Regions from separate parts of the Sus scrofa genome. Here region 1 is linked to region 2. Evidence: chromatin contacts called from public Hi-C data. All regions are on one chromosome and are shown on one strand. Each heading gives the region's core, a stretch centred on a gene start, on an enhancer-like site or on the middle of the called end of the contact. The rest is flanking DNA. Distances are from core to core; before and after follow the strand shown. Region 1 holds the start of PLEKHH2 (pleckstrin homology domain-containing family H member 2). Region 2 holds the start of DYNC2LI1 (dynein, cytoplasmic 2, light intermediate chain 1).

Region 1 (2,700 bases), core at 166-2,665, 130 kb before region 2:
GCAAAAAGAATTTGATGTGTGGGGGTAGTCTGGGATCCAGTCCAAAATTAGAGCTCATCTGGAAGAAATATGGAAGCCTGATACTCACTTGCTGGCCTTTTAGTCTTATTCGTTTACTGCCTTCCCTCTGTGGAACTTTGTAAATCTTTATCTCTTTTGTGCTTTTTCTATATAAGGTGAGATAAGCTGAAGGAAAAGAAAAAGAGTGTAATGAAAAAAATCCTCCTTCCACTTTATATTGGCCAACTGTGAACCAAAGGGAGTAATTCGTCTGATCTAGCTTTGTGACCTAGGAAGGGATTACCCATAACCTTCAGAATTCTCTCTCTCTTTTTTTAAAACCCTGAGACTGGCCCCTCCAGACCCCTTCTTGTGATTAAAATTAAAATCCAATTACCATAAAAATATCACTCATTTACGCAATGCTCTGTGCTAGGTGCTGAGCAGGATGCAAAAAGAAAGAAAACAAATTCCTGGTTTCACAATGTAATGGAGAGAGAAGGAATGGTAAGCAGAGCAGAATGAGCTTGTGCCAAGAGGAGTGAAAATCTAAATTCTCAGAGTGCAGAAACAAGAAAAGAGATTACTGCTAAATGGGGCAACAAGCATGGTTACACACAGATTATTTGAGCTCTGTCTTAGAGGATAGTTTGAACTTTTAAAGATGGGAAATAGCAGGTAAATGTTCCAAATGGACTTCCCTGGAATAGGGAAACACACAGTAACCGTCTCACATAGTGAAGGGGCAGCTGTGAAAAATAAATCTGAAGAGGAGTTCCCTTTGTAGCTCAGAGGTTAACGAATCCGACTAGGAACCATGAAGTTGAGGTTTGATCGCTGGCCTCGATCAGTGAGTGGGTTAAGGGTCCAGCGTTGCCATGAGCTGTGGTATAGGTCACAGACATGGCTCGGATCCCGAGTTGCTGTGGCTCTGGTGTAGGCTGGTGGCTACAGCTCCAATTAGACCCCTAGCCTGGGAACCTCCATGTGCCGCGAGTGCGGCCCTAGAAAAGGCAAAAAGACAAAAAACAAAAAACAAACAAAACCTGAAGAAAGCAGGACGGAGGACTTGAATACTAGACTAAGTTTTTGATAACTTAAGCAAAAGGAAGCCAGTGAAGGTCTTTGTCACAGTGAATGTACATCAACACTGCCCTTAAGGACAGCTAACCTGGCAAGACGGTGAAAGATCGGTAAGAGGAGACGCTTCTGGTTGGGAGACCAAATGGGAGGGTGCGGAGTCCAGGCAGAGGGAATGGAAAGGGGGAGAACAGTGCAACTGGCTCTGAGCTCTAAGCGTGGCAGAGGCCAGAGGTACAGCTCCTGGACAGAACTCTCTCTTTGGGTAGGGACTGGGAGGAGTCAAACTCATAGCCACACCCCCAGGTGACGTCATGAAGTCGACTGAGACCTCTGCCTGGCTACTCTGGCCGCCAGTCCTAGGAGGAGGCGGTGTCCTTCCCCCCTCCCACTCCGGGCTCGGTGTGAGGCGGGCGCCGGCTGAGAACCCCTGGAACCCCGCGCCAAGGGCTGCCAGGACGTCGGGCGCTACTGGGGGGCTGGCGCAGAGGTAGGCAGATGGACGGGCCGGGAGCCAAGGGCGATCCCAGTGTCCCTGATGTCCGGGGATCCCCGCCCCCTCGAGAACGCGCCGTCCCTGGTGGGCAAGCCGTGCGGACGATGGGGGCGGCGGGCCGATCCGGCTGGCGGGAGACCCGGGGGATGGAGCGGGCCAGCGCCGGACTCAACTCCGCGGCTCTTGCTGCAGCTCAGGCACACGACATGGCTCCCTTTGCTGCCCGCGGGACTGGGGTCTCGTCTGGGAGCGGTGACCGGCGGCTCCTCGCCCCCTGGTCTCCCGTGACATTTTGTTTGAAAACGCGGGGCCCGGGTTGGCGGCGCGGGCGGTCAGGGGGACGCACAAGGCTGCCGCACGTCCCCGCGCCGAGTGGCCCACGCAGCTAGGGATGCTTCGGAACCGCCTCCGCTTCTTGGGAGCGCCCTTTCTCGCAGGGGAGGGGGGGGGGCGGCGAAACTTTTCAAAACTTTAAAAAGCCGGTTTCTACACCTTGATTTGCCGGAGTGTCAAAGTGCCCTTAGATGACCTACCATGAAACTGCACTCCCCCTGAAATATAAGACCGAACATTTGAGCCATAGATTTTGATGTGCGAAACGCAGTGTGAAGAGAAGTTGAGACATTTATGCTGCTAAAGCCCTAGTGCTGTACTACCTGCAGGTCACTGCTTTCTTTGTGAAAATGCTAGTCGCAAGCCTCGACCACACAGCTGTGTGTGTCCCCGAGGAGCTGTGAAGTGAGGACTAGGGGTTCTGAACAGTACCTCCAAAGGGTAGGCTTTGCCCAAGTGGTGTTGGTGATGGTTGAGAGGTTCCTTAAGCAAGGGAATCTTCAGTGTGGTCAAGAAAACCATCTTTTCTGCTTTAGAAACACATACACACACATAACACATACATACACACATATCACACACACATACACATCACACACACATATCACACACACACACAGGTACCTGGCCAAGTTAAGCTGTCCCTTAAGAGGAGAGAATTAAAGAATATGAGATATGAAACTATCCTGAGTTTCATCAGAGTAAGCCTAAGTAGATGAATTCTTTCTTTTCTTTTTCTTTCCCTTTAGGGATTTGGAAGAGAAACAGGAAGTCAAAGTTTCAGAGAAAAG
Region 2 (2,700 bases), core at 89-2,588:
TTTATGATTCATTACAGTTTGTCCCATGTCAGTCTGTGGGTTTAGAAGCACGCCAGCCCCAGGCTATAGATGCTGATTCTATGGTAGATGTAGCAAACCCCCTTGCTACCATCCTTTCTCCCTTCAACTCCATTTCTTCTCTGATGTGCAACTATAGTCTCCTATGTCTCCAAGGTTTTGGGAGAATCTTATCTCCAAAGATTCTATCTGAAGCTAATGCCTCTTTCTTTCTACCAACCATCCCCCTGCTTCATTTTCTTGTGTTTCTTTCCTCAACGTTGCTGATCTGCAGCTTACCACACAGTAATAAAACTTATTAAGCACTTATGTCAGACGCACATTAGTTATGTTTTACATGTATTTATCTCATTTAACACTCATCTTTTTCTCCTGCTTTACAGGATAGGAAACTAAGACTCAGAGAAATGGAGTGATGTATTCATTGTGGGAATGAGACAATGTAGCCAGTGTGGCTGAGTCAGGACTTAAATCTATCTTATTGCAAAGCCCATATTCTTGAGACCAAGCCAAATGGCAGAAAGGTGGAGGAGGAGTTTCTTCTTCAAATATTCAGGACACCTTGGGCTAGAAAGCCTGGGTCTACTCAGCATTCAAGACAGATAAAATATTTTCACTGCCATGTATGTTTCACCAACTCCTTTAGGCATAATTAGTCCCTTGTTCTTATGTAAATTGTTTGTACCCAGCAATAGCTTGTATCACTGACTTCCTTTGAATTATTGTAATTAGTTGTGTATTTCTCTCTCGAGGGCAGTGATCTTGTCGCAGTCATCTCGTCATTCCTTACTCTCTATAGCAGAGTCTTGCATTCAGTAATAACTCAATGTTTGTTACTGATTTGGAGATACAGTAAATTAAGTATTAAGGAGATGCATTTCTTTACTAACTTATTAATAAATGATGCGTTACTGCATAAATCCTGAAACAACCAAACAAGTAGAAAATTGGAAAATACTAAAAATCGTTAATATTTTTGTCTCTAGTAAATTACTAGCAAATAGCTCAGAAGATTGTTCCGTCCTCAATTTCAAATCATTGCTACTGGGAAGAGAAAAGCAATTGAAAAGGGAGAGCCTCCTGGCATATAAGTAGTTGGTACTCAGTAAAATACTTTTTTCAGTCAAAGAACACGTCCAGCCCAGAACTTTTAGGTCCCAGGTTTATTACCGCGTATCTCCTCTCTGTCTCCCACTACCTAACGAAGAACTCTGAAACTACATCTCCCGTGATGCCCCTCTTCCGCACGCATCCCGTTCTTGTGACGTCGCTACCATGGCAACATAAGAGCCCGCACAACCAGGCGCGGCTCGGAGCTCGCGGACGGATAGGCTTTAAGCTGGGCCCTACGCTTCGATCAAGATACCGGGACGCTCGGGCCGCGATGCCCAGGTATCCCTGCAACCCTGCTTGCTGCTGGCTTATGCTCCCCTCGAGAGCCTTCCCTCTTTCCCAGCCCTGCCAGAAAGGGGTGGGGTGGTGGGGACTGGGGGGAAGAGGCCCCCGCAGGTATATTTGGTTAAAGATCCACGCGGGACCTGCTGGTGGAAGAAAATTTGGGGTCTCTCCTGCTTGCAGCGCTTGTTTAGATGGTCAAGGATACATAGGCATTATTCCTGAGCGTGTGGATTTTGCTGCAAGCCGAAATAAAAGTTCCCCAGGTGGAAAAGCTAAGAGATTTCGAAAGATCATTCTACTCCAGTCATTTACTTCTTAATGAGAGTTACTTGCGGGACAGGGAATGTTCTAGGGGCCGAGTTTCAGACGGTGAGCTAGACCACCAAGCCACTTCCAGGTGCAGATGTTTGCCACCACAATAAATGAGGGGAAACTTGTGAAAGTTACACTGTGAAAAGTGTCAGCTCAAATTTAAAGGGGCAGCAGGGGTGGGGCTGGGTTTTTAATCACCTAACAAGTCCTCTTCAGTTCTCTGATGTCAGTGTTAATTCCTTGTTCTCAAGTAGATACCTAAAACTTCTCTGAACAACTTAAAACGACATCAGGAAGAGAGGGGTCCTGGAGTCCATTACCGAGCAGGATAAGTCTGTTTTCCTTACATGTGGGCAGTGTGATCTCTGTAGAGTTTGTGAACCTTAAAAATTGTCAGCTTCCCATCACCGTATAATTGGTTCTAGCACCTACCAGGTTTTAGCACCTACCACCTCCTTCTCTTTTCCCCCCGCCCCGCTGGTAACTTGGAAAGAAGATAATCACATCATGAAGAAACGGTGTGTAACTAAAGAGCCAACAGGCCCGGATTGAGTTCCTAGGGGCTCACTTGCGACATAAATGTGTGAATTTTAGTGCTTATTTCGATCTTTTCTCTGCCCCCTTTTCATTCCTAAAATAGTAATTATAAGTACTCTATTATTTTAGGTAATTGTATATAGACCAGGCCCTAACCTAAATGAATTATCACGTTTTAACAATCGTGGCAATCCTATAAAGTTGGTATTTTTTTAAATCAGCATTTTAGAGCCTGGGGTCTAGCACAGACGCTTGCATATATTAGGTGCTCAATAAATATGTGTTGAATTAATAAAGGAATGAAGGCTCCAGGGAGGTTAGGTAATGTGCCCAAGTTGGCATACTTGATAGATGTAGAAAGTAGCAAATTCAAGCTTATAACATCAAATCTTACTCATGTTTTTTTTAGTTCAATACTCCGTAATTCATTTAGGC

Evidence for each region. Hi-C and Micro-C count contacts between places; a contact is called where the count stands out from the background.
Region 1: a contact with region 2 is called in a Hi-C map of fibroblasts, with 2.7 times the contacts expected there. The contact joins the promoter of PLEKHH2 here to the promoter of DYNC2LI1 in region 2. A contact is called at or near these places in 2 of 47 Hi-C or Micro-C datasets (embryonic fibroblasts and fibroblasts).

Annotation. Positions count from the first base shown.
Region 1 is chr3:96,832,146-96,834,845 of Sscrofa11.1, reverse strand. PLEKHH2 (pleckstrin homology domain-containing family H member 2) reads left to right here and starts at 1,415. Exons shown (of 29, transcript XM_021087575.1): 1 at 1,415-1,570.
Region 2 is chr3:96,701,850-96,704,549 of Sscrofa11.1, reverse strand. DYNC2LI1 (dynein, cytoplasmic 2, light intermediate chain 1) reads left to right here and starts at 1,338. Exons shown (of 13, transcript NM_001244749.2): 1 at 1,338-1,410. The coding sequence starts at 1,403.